3 separate regions of the Urocitellus parryii genome follow, and all the other regions are linked to region 3. A link is a contact called in public Hi-C data. All regions are on one chromosome and are shown on one strand. The core of a region is the stretch at or near the end of the contact, and the rest is flanking DNA. Distances in the headings are between cores, read along the strand shown. Region 1 holds the start of Smc4 (structural maintenance of chromosomes 4). Region 2 holds the start of Ppm1l (protein phosphatase, Mg2+/Mn2+ dependent 1L). Region 3 holds the start of Kpna4 (karyopherin subunit alpha 4).

Region 1 (3,173 bases), core at 104-2,603, 160 kb before region 3:
TAAAAACCAATCACTAGCATATCCACAGAGTTAAAGAGCCACTAACAGCCAGACTGCAGTGCCACAGGCCTGTTAATTCCAGCAACTCGGGAGGCTGAGTGAGGCAGGAGGATCGCAAGTTGAAGACCAGCCTTCTCAACTTAAAGGGGACCTAAGCAACTTGATGAGCACTATCTCAAAAAAAAAAAAAAAAAATCGTGGGGCTGGGATTGTAGCTCGGTAGTTAAGCGTCCCTGGGCTCCATCCCTAGTAGCTTGGGGGGCGGGGGGGGGGGTCCGAGCCGGGGATGCGGAACGCGGGGAAGCCACCAACAAAACCAAGTTCTCTGGGAACAGGAATTGTCATACTTGTTTAATGATCCTGATTATGCCTTGCACAATTCAATGTATACAAAAGTTACTTAAGAAATATTTGATGATTGGTAATTCCTTCATGAAGATATGATGAAGATGACCACCGCAAACCGTTTCTTCCATTATGAGCCCTTCAAACAAATGATTTTTAAAAGTCCAAAACCCACCTTTACTAAATAACTCGAAAACCATTATTTTGCTATTCACATGTGGACTACCCGACCATTCATTCACTAGTCCAGGTCATCTCTTATAGTTGCCTTCCCTCTACTCTCTTTAAACTCAAGGATTCCTTTTTGATATCCAAAAAAAGCCCAGCCAAGAGCCCCACAGCCCCTGCCCCCCAGGGAGACAAAATAACAGATGCACAACGAACCACACACCCGCAAGGCGAGGGACGGCAGGTTCCAGGGACGGCTACGATTTCCAAACCCTTTCTTAAAAACGTCAGAAGGTGAGGACATTTACCTCAAAATCCAAGAAAGCAGCGGTTACTGCTCCTACAGCTGTGGGGCCAGTAATAGAGAAGATTCCCAACCTTTCCGTCACCATAGCGACTTCTAAGCTCTAGATTTTCTCCCTCTTCACGCGATACTTCCCAGAGGCGCGTCATCCGACCGGGTCCGAGACCCCACCCCTAAGTGAGCCCGCCCTCTCGCTAAGGGGCCTTATTGGACTACCGAGTACGGCCTCTAACTGCGGGAGGGGCCTTCTCTATGTTTTTTTCTCTTTTTTAAAATTCACCAGGTTGTGTTTTCAAATGCTAATTTCAATAACAGTGTTCCTGGTATAAACCACAGGGAACACATTTCCTCGTTTTTCCTTTCCACCGAGAAACCTCCCCCGGGAGTTGGGGCGCTTTACGAGTTCGCGCATGCGCGTGAAGGGGCAAAAGATGGCGGTGATAATCGCCGCACTTTTTTTTTAAATTAGTGGATCCCAGAAATCATTGCGCGCATTTGTAACGAATTTCCGTTCGAGTTTGTATTTTAGGCGCCATTTTCGAGTGAAGGACCTGGAGCCGAAGCACCGGTAGGAGCAAGGGGGAGTGGGCCTTTATAGCCGTTTCCAGCCCTGGTTGAGTGGACTGTCCCGCAGGTAACGTACTTCTTTTCCTGATACGGTTGTCACACTCCTACTTTCTGCCCTGTCCACCAGCGCCTGGAAGTTAGAGGCCTTGAACTAGAGCAGCGAAGTACGGGGTGAGGAGGCTGCTACTGGGAGATTCTCTCACTGTCACCCCTCCCCCCCTCCGGCCGCTCCCTGCGGCTGGGGCTCTCGCGCGCTTCTCCCTGGCGCCACTTCTCTTAGCTACGTACAGCGTCTTTTAGGGTGGCTCCAAGTCTCTCGAATCTCTTCTCAGAAATCCTAGTCTCAGAACTGGCGTCTCCTCTGACCCCCACCTCGCGTCTCCCAAGGGACTAGTCACCGGGTCTGACCCTTTACTGGACTTACTACAGCCTAACGGGACTCCACCCCGGACCCCAGAGAGACAAACCCCAGTTACCGCAAAATTATTGTCCCCGACCAAGCCCTGCCGGCGTCCAATTTGGAAGGGTCGTTGCCAGCTTCGGCCATACTTCCCGGTGGTACTGGGGAAGAGACCTCGAATCGCCCGGGCGCTCTAGACGCCTAGAGCTAAATGGCGGGGAGAGGAAAGCGGGCGGGGTCTTTACTTTGGAAAGGGTTGATGGCCATTCAAACCTGAAGCTCACAGCAACTCCTCTAAAAAGTCGGTGCGCTTGCATCCCTAGTCCGAATAGCGTGGGAATGTCAACAAATGTCCGCTATGGGAGACGCTTCGTTTAGAAATAGTCTTGAGTATATTCTTACATTGTGAGTGGACGGGTGGAAGGCCTTAAAAAGCAAAAAGAACCTTAGCAGTTTGCTAGATCGTTGATTTCCAGGCACGCCTAGGGTTTCCCACCTACATGGGTCTTGTTAAGAAACCCATCCCGCCTTCTTGGCATTCGGGGCTTTCTTGTCGCCCTCTTCTTGAGGATTCGTCGCCTCTGAGCCGGATTTTAAAGTGCGACTCTCTCGGAAACGGGTGGGGTGGGTAGTAATCTGGATGGGTTTTGAGAGCTGACTTGCTCCGGCTCTTCCCCGACCCCAGCGATCATGCCCCGTAAAGGCAACCAGCCTTCCACCGCCCGCCGTAAAGAGGAAGGGCCGCCGCCGTCCCCGGACGGCACCGGCAGCGACGCGGAACCTGAGCCTCCGACCGGCCGGACCGAGAACCAAGCTGAACCCGCAGGTGAGCTAGTGACCCGCCGCGACTCGGTAGGAGCGCGCTCCTGGGCGCCAGAGCATGTCGGTGCCCAACCCGAAACAAGCTGTGGTTGTGGCACTCGGGCAAAAGGCTGGGGTTGAGGTCTGAAGACCCGTTCATTCCCTTAGAGTAGCTCTAGAAAGCCTTTCCGCGATTCAGGGCTCCCGTGCAATTTCCGCGTAACGGTGCTGGAGGGGGTGGGGGTGAGCAAACGGATTCAGTTGTGAATTTCTGTTTGTGGCATTTTGGAATTTATATTTCCGCTGAAATCGGCATGGTCAGCCAAGAGTTAGTGAGGTTTATTTTCCCCCCCCCCAGGCAGAATCAATATGACTGAACATGATTAAAAGTTGCATGACCCTAACCTCACCTCCGTGGTCTTAGATTGTCTTTAAAGGGAAGATGATGACTTACTTGAACCTATTGTAACTTTTTGAGTCCAGGATTTAGGTGATTTATGAAACCCATTTGACACTGGCGCTGAAGCTAGTGAATTTTTCAGGTATTCAAAGAAACGGGGAGTTAAGTCTAGAGCCTTAGAGTTTCAG
Region 2 (3,148 bases), core at 517-3,016, 220 kb after region 3:
TCATCACTATAGGAATGTTACTGAATGTGCTTTTGGGTGTGTGGTTTTACTGCTACTTCAGGGCCTCATCTGACTTATAGTTCTGGAGTCTTTAACAGTTTATCTACAAATTGCTCTTGCCATAAAGTTTCATGTAATAATGCAATGAAAAGTAAATGGATAATTTACAGTAGTAAATAATGTAAACTTGTCTTCATAGTAATACTGACGAATAACATTTTTGTTCTTAAAGGATTTACAGTTTATTATCTGATTTGGGAATCTCTTGACTATTGAACAAAATGACCTAATTTATTTTAAACTGTTTTCTCTATCAATATTTTCTCAAAATATTGAAAAGTGTAAAGCAGAGCAGGAAACCATATCCTAGTTTTCAAACAGTATATTCAGTTTTCAACAGTATGTTATAGACTAATAACGGTTCTTCATATTTCCTTTCTTTTTTTGTATGTTTGTATTATTGGGATCATATCCTATGCACCATTTAAATGATTAAGTTTTATTTTTTTGTGATGGAAACCTGCCTTTTGTAGGAACTTTGGCAAAGTTGTGGAAAATAGACAAAAATCTAAAGCAGAAAATGAAAATCACATATTAATCTACTATTGTGGTTATCACTGTGAACATTTTGATGTATTTCCTTCAAGTGCTTTAAAATTTTAATTTTAAAAAATTGGGATACCATTTCCTGAGATCAGGCAGTTTATACTCTTCCAGTCCAGAGGACTGGATGAACCAGATCAGCACTCTTCTTCCTGGACAGGGGTAGTCAGAGTTGATATTTTCCTTTAAAGTTCACTTGTTTCCATATTCTAAGTTGACAAGTACACTGTGCTTTTCTTGTGCAGATTTTCATCTTCAAGGCCCACCGACACCTGCCCAAATTTCAGGTTATACTTGATGGTTTCTGTAAACCTGTACTTTTCTCTGCAGCCCTCGCTCGTCGCCTTCTCTTGCTATGGTTGAGAGGCGGCAGGAGGCTGCTACTTGGGAGTTTCAAATCCACTTTTAAACTAGAAAGGCAGTCAGAGCGCTCGCTCCGCTGTGTGGTCAGGAGCGCTTCAGGGTCCTATTCGGGAGCTCAGCGTCGCTTGTGGAAGGACTGTGACCAGGGAAGGCCTTGGTGGCGGGGCCTCCTTGCTCCAGGGACAAAGGCTATTTGAGAGAGGCCAGCCTTTTCTCGCCTCCCGAGGTTGTCATCAGAACGCGCTTGCATGGGACTTCAAGTCCCCTATTCTACAGATCTTAGGTGGGAGAAAGTTGCCACGTCCCAAGGCGTTCTCAGCGTCTCAGGAGATCCCGGCAGGCCTTTGTTGCGGATTGTTTAGGCGGCTGCAAACGGTACGTTTCTCTCGGTCTCGCTTTTGTGAGTCGGGATAAGTGCGTCCCTTCTCGCTTGCCTTATGTCAGGCGAGGCGAAGAGCGTACTATTTTCCAGTCTGCCGGAGGGGGGACACTCACGTGCGACTCTCTGTTTCCCGGAGAGCAGCAGTGGCTTCCACAAAACTAACGCTCGATCTACTAGGAGGAGATTATATTGTTCCGGGAGCCTGCACAAAGGCAGGAACTACCGTCTTCAAGAACTAGACAATGGACGCGCTCCTTCACTCCCCCTCGGTTCGCTTGAATTGGCCCGGTCTGCCCGCGTTAGCCTGCCGCCACAAAGCTTCCTCAGCCTCTGACAGCTCGTTGGGGAGTACCTCACTGTCTCAAATCCTAGCTCAAGGGGCGGGACGAACGCGCGCGGGGCGGGGCTAGCGCAAGACTGAGTGCTAGCCAGGGGCGCGCGAGCAAAGCCGAAAGGAGCCGAGCCGAGCCGAGCCGAGCCGCGAGGTGCCGGGGAGAGGCAGGCTGAGCCGGGCCGGCCGCCTGCGGCTCAGTGCGGATTGTGCGGTGTAGCCGGGCTCTGCGTCTACCAGCCTCAGCCCAGGCTCCTGCAAAACTTTTATTCTCTTGGGCCCCCCGGGGTGTGTGAAGGCGTCGGAACGTTCAGCTGTCTCCGCGCCCTCTGCAGCAGCGACTGAGGGGACCTGCATCCTTTGCCCGCCGGGCTCTCGTGCCCTCAGCCTCCTCACCTGCCGATCGCTCCCCGGAGCCGCGAGGGGGCACCCCCGGAGGGATCGCGCGGGCCCGGTCGCCCCGAACTCCCTCTTGCCGCGGCAGACCCGCCCGGCGCAACTTTAACTTGGTTCCTCGCGCCCAGCCCCGGCACCCGAGGCTGCCGCCGCCGCCGCCGCCACCACCACCACCACCACCGCCCCCGCCGCCGCCGCCGCGGCTGCCGCCGTTTCACAAAGGGCGCAGGAGGGGAAGCGGCACTGGCGGCAGGCACCGGCCTCCGGGCCGCCGAGGCAGGGAGACAAAAGGGAAACTGCCTCTGCTTGCGGCGCGGGTTTGGAACCACCAGCTCATCTGCCTCTTGCTCGGCTCCGTGCGCTTCTTCCCCCTACCCTAGGCTACTGCTCCGCCTCCCTCCAGGCGGGCTGTCCCCGCAGTGCTTCAGACCCGGCGAGCCTTCGGGGCGCGCGTCGCTGCTGGTGGTTGGGGCTCTAGTGATAATAAATGATAGAGGATACGATGACTTTGCTGTCTCTGCTGGGTCGCATCATGCGCTACTTCTTGCTTAGACCCGAGACGCTTTTCCTGCTGTGCATCAGCTTAGCGCTCTGGAGTTACTTCTTCCACACAGACGAAGTAAAGACCATCGTCAAGTCCAGCCGGGACGCGGTGAAGATGGTGAAGGGCAAGGTGGCTGAAATTATGCAGAACGATCGACTTGGAGGGCTTGACGTGCTGGAGGCCGAGTTTTCTAAGACCTGGGAGTTCAAGAGCCATAACGTGGCGGTGTATTCCATCCAGGGCCGAAGAGACCACATGGAGGACCGCTTCGAAGTTCTTACCGACCTGGCCAACAAAACGCACCCGTCCATCTTTGGGATCTTCGATGGGCACGGCGGCGAGGTAGGAGTTCCACTGGGTGCGCTCTCCACCCCCCCCACCCGTGTGTGTGAGTGTGTGTGTGTGTGTGTGTGTGTGTGTGTGTGTGTAAACAACAGGATGTCGCATGTGCGACGGGGTAGGACTTGGGTGAGAGGGGCGTGGTGTCTGGACAGATGTGGCTCAAGTTGCCCCAAACACTGCTGTATGG
Region 3 (3,679 bases), core at 1,114-3,613:
GGCTGATGAAAACACACAATGTGGTATATATTCATATGCCAGACTATTTTTCCCTTAAAAGAAATGAAACACTGATACACTGTTATAACATTAATGAACCTTGAAAACATACTACCTTGAAAGATGCCTGTCATAAAAGATGACACATTGTATAATTCCATTTATATGAAATGTCCAGAGTAGGCAAATTTATAAAGACAGAAAGTAGTTGCTTGGGGTTGGGGTAATTAGGAAACTGATAATCACTGCTAATGAAGAATGGTTTCTTTCTAGGGTGGTGAAAATGTTCTAAGATTGATTTTGATGATTGTTGTACAACTATGTGAATGCACCAAAAGCCACTTTAAATGGGTGAATTGGATGGTATGAGAATTACATCTCAGTGAACCTGTCAGAAATACAAAGCAGAGGGAAAAAAGGATTACAGGGATTCATCAAACACCTAATAGCTACTTTTCTGGATTTTGTAACTGTGATATTTATCAGTTTTTAAGGTTGTGATTTTTTTCTCATTCTAAGTATTCATATTAGTAAAAATAAAAATTTCCATCACATTCTTGCACAACCAAATTATTTAAAGTCATAAACTGTACTGACTTTTATGGCACGTTAATTATTTCAATAAAGAGTTCTTTTCATTAGAAGGATAACAGGGCAATCATTCTCATGTTAACCTTAACACAATCAGAGAATAGCCACACCTCCAGACATGTACTCCCTCAAAATATGAAAACCACTAAAGGAACACAAACTACCTTAAAGGCTGAATAGTTCTGTGAAAGCTCAAAAAAAGTTACTATCTTAACCAATTAAATAATCAAGATTAGACACACATCATAGGGATTTGAAGATCACAGTATTAAAATATGCAGAGGGCCAACATAAAATATACTACTTTACCACTTTTTCTTAAAAGCTAAACTCCTGACTCAGAATGGATTAAAAAATTAGGAACCTAAATTCTTAAAGCTGAAGTGAAGTATTTCGGTGGTGAGTGCGTGCATTTAACACATAACACCTTATGTAGACTGACAATTTTGGAAGCAGCTGAATCTAAGACAATGAAGCTTTTTTTTTTTCTTTTCCTTTTTAAAATCATAAAACGTGATGATGCCATTCCACAGCCCACCCCATCCCCCATTACCACCACCAGCAGGTGGAGGGAAAGGATACTGTAGACTAGAGGATGACAGCTTTGTATAACCCTTTGGACTTTAAATGTAAGAATGCAGCTGGTGGTCTCTCTGGAGGGGCTAAAGAGATTTGTGAACAAGCTGAAATAAGGGGTATCCTTTGCCTGGAAGTGGGCACACCGTGAGCCACATCTTGAATCAGCTATATCCAGAGTAAAACACAGGCCGCTGGAAGGCACTGTTAGCATCACCAGGATGGCCTCTCACGCCGGGGGTGTTTTTTTCAACGGAGAAGTTGACTCCTGTAGTTTGGACATTGAGGGGAGGCAGGGGTAAAGCGGGAGTCGGGAAGACCAGAAAAAATGCCTTTAAGTGGAGGCGCCTTGGGTCTCGCTGAGGAAGTTCCGAGCCCCACTCGGTCGCACACGCACGCCTCCCCCAACTCCCTTCTACCCGCGGCGCCAGACGGCGGTGCCCGAGCGAGAGCAGGAATCTCCGCCACTGCCGGGGAGCTGGCCGCGGCAGGGGGGCAGCGCGGGCCACACACACACACACACACACACACACACACACACACACACACACACACACGCCTACTCCGCACTCGCTGCGCCCGGCCTCCCCGCCGCGCGGCCCAGCCTCTCGCACCCGCAGCTGGCCGGCTCCACGGGGCAGGCCTAGGCCGCGCCAGCCGTGCCCCAGCACCTTGTTCCCGGGCGGAGGCGGAGCAGGCCCTACACAAACTTCCCGGCGCGTTAGCAGAGGCGTCACCGACGGGCCGGCCCCCAGCGCCATTCCCTCGCGGCCCGGCGGCGGCGCCCGCCCCTACCCCCTGCACTCGGAGTCCCGGCGGAGACCGGCTCAAGGCCCACGGCCCCCACCCGCCGGCGCCCCGGAATTTACCTCCAAGTCACGGCCTTTGTTCTTGAAATTCTTGAGCCGTTGGTTGTCTAATTTCTCGTTGTCCGCCATGGCCGGGCCGGTGACTCCTTCCCCCGCCCGGGCCCCGCGGGATCCGCCCCAACCACCGCGCCGCACGGACACTCCCAGGAACCCGGCCGCCGCCTGAGCTGCTATGCCCTCCGGGCGGCCGCTTCCTTCCTCCTCTCACTTGCCTCCGCCGCGGCCTTCTCCTGCTCTCCCCGCCCGCCCCCCCTCCCTAACCCCAGAGCGACAGCAGCTCCGGTGAAGACAACTGTGGGGCCGGGCGGCGGCAACGGCGGCGGAATGTGCGGCCGGCTGAGAGGGGGAGGCAGCCTCGATATGGGAGCCCCGGCGCCGCGGCCACGCCCATCGCCACCAGTCCAGCTCGCCGATTGGCCAACCAGGCTCCGGTGCGCTCGGCCAATCAGAAGGGACGATGGAGAGCGAACAGAAAGGGGAAGAAAGCGACGCTGGGAGGAAACGGCCCAGGGCTGGTTGAGTGGGTGGGGAGGGGAGGGGAAAGGAGGGCTGCGGTGAGAGTAACGCTGGGCGGGACCTAGTGTCTCCCGAGAGAGGGTAAGGAAGTGAGAGAAAGTAGATTTCCGAGGAGAGAGGGTAAAAGAAGGAGAAGCCGGGAGACTGGGTGGGGACAAGCTGGTTTGCTGCAGTTGTCAGGGCAGCCCCAAACGTCTGGGGTCCAGGGTCAAAGAAACGTTCTTTTCTCCTCTGGTGCGCCCTCTCTTCCAGGGCATTTCTTGAGCGCTCCGCTCGCTTTTCGAGGAGAGAGAGCTGCGCCTTGGCTCCACGCCAGGTAGGGCCAGACTTCCAAGGGCCAGGTCTGGAGCTGAGGACTGGCAGGGGCTACAAGCGTTCCGGAGGCGCTGAGCAAAGTGAGAGGGTGGTGATGGAAAAGAAAAGCGGTCCGTTAGATGAATTGGATTTATCCTGAGTACCCGCAACAGGTAGGAAACTAGGTAGAGTTGATGAGCCTGTGATGATACCGCTTCCTAGGTGTTTCCTCATAGAAACTTGAAGAAGTTACTTGGCCACAAAATGAAAACTTCTACAGGGCGGGGATCGTGGCACATAGCCATGTAACATTGTAACTCTTGAGAAAAGAAATGAATTCCAAGGGTAGCAGGGGCAAAAATAACGCAAACACAAAAGAATGTACTCAAGATTTTTCAAAAAAGAAGATGCAGTATCCCAAAGATACAGTGTTAGGTGAAATGCAATTAGGGTGCGAGCGGGGAACAGAGACATTGAATGTATTTCTATGTGGCAAGGTAGGAGGAAGAGACCCTAACACAAACCCTTTCTGGAACTTTTTAAACTTTTGGTCCTGTCTGGTATATTTTGTTATGGTGGAGCAAAATACAGAAATAATCGTTTAAAGTGGAAGCGTTTCTTAAAGAAACACTTTTAAGGCAAAGGAGGGTTTTCGTTTGTTTTGTTATATATATATATATATATATATATATATATATATATATATATATACATATGTTTTATATGTATATATATATATTTATATTATATATATATATACACATATGTTTTATATGTATATTTATATATATATTTATATTATATATATATATATATATGCTTTTTTTTTTTAA

What was found. Hi-C and Micro-C count contacts between places; a contact is called where the count stands out from the background.
Region 1: a Hi-C map of liver shows a contact between it and region 3, with 5 times the contacts expected there. The contact joins the promoter of Smc4 here to the promoter of Kpna4 in region 3. A contact is called at or near these places in 2 of 2 Hi-C or Micro-C datasets (liver and muscle).
Region 2: a contact with region 3 is called in a Hi-C map of muscle, with 5 times the contacts expected there. The contact joins the promoter of Ppm1l here to the promoter of Kpna4 in region 3. A contact is called at or near these places in 2 of 2 Hi-C or Micro-C datasets (liver and muscle).

What each region holds. Positions count from the first base shown.
Region 1 is chr2:121,443,754-121,446,926 of mUroPar1.hap1, forward strand. Smc4 (structural maintenance of chromosomes 4) reads left to right here and starts at 1,354. Exons shown (of 24, transcript XM_026412087.2): 1 at 1,354-1,451; 2 at 2,470-2,610. The coding sequence starts at 2,475. It overlaps Ift80 (intraflagellar transport 80), which reads right to left and starts at 913. Exons shown (of 20, transcript XM_077793983.1): 1 at 822-913.
Region 2 is chr2:121,829,286-121,832,433 of mUroPar1.hap1, forward strand. It overlaps Ppm1l (protein phosphatase, Mg2+/Mn2+ dependent 1L), which reads left to right and starts at 1,767. Exons shown (of 4, transcript XM_026412088.2): 1 at 1,767-2,961. The coding sequence starts at 2,563.
Region 3 is chr2:121,605,910-121,609,588 of mUroPar1.hap1, forward strand. It overlaps Kpna4 (karyopherin subunit alpha 4), which reads right to left and starts at 2,364. Exons shown (of 17, transcript XM_026412083.2): 1 at 2,037-2,364. The coding sequence starts at 2,105. It overlaps LOC144250815, which reads left to right and starts at 2,631. Exons shown (of 3, transcript XR_013342590.1): 1 at 2,631-3,019.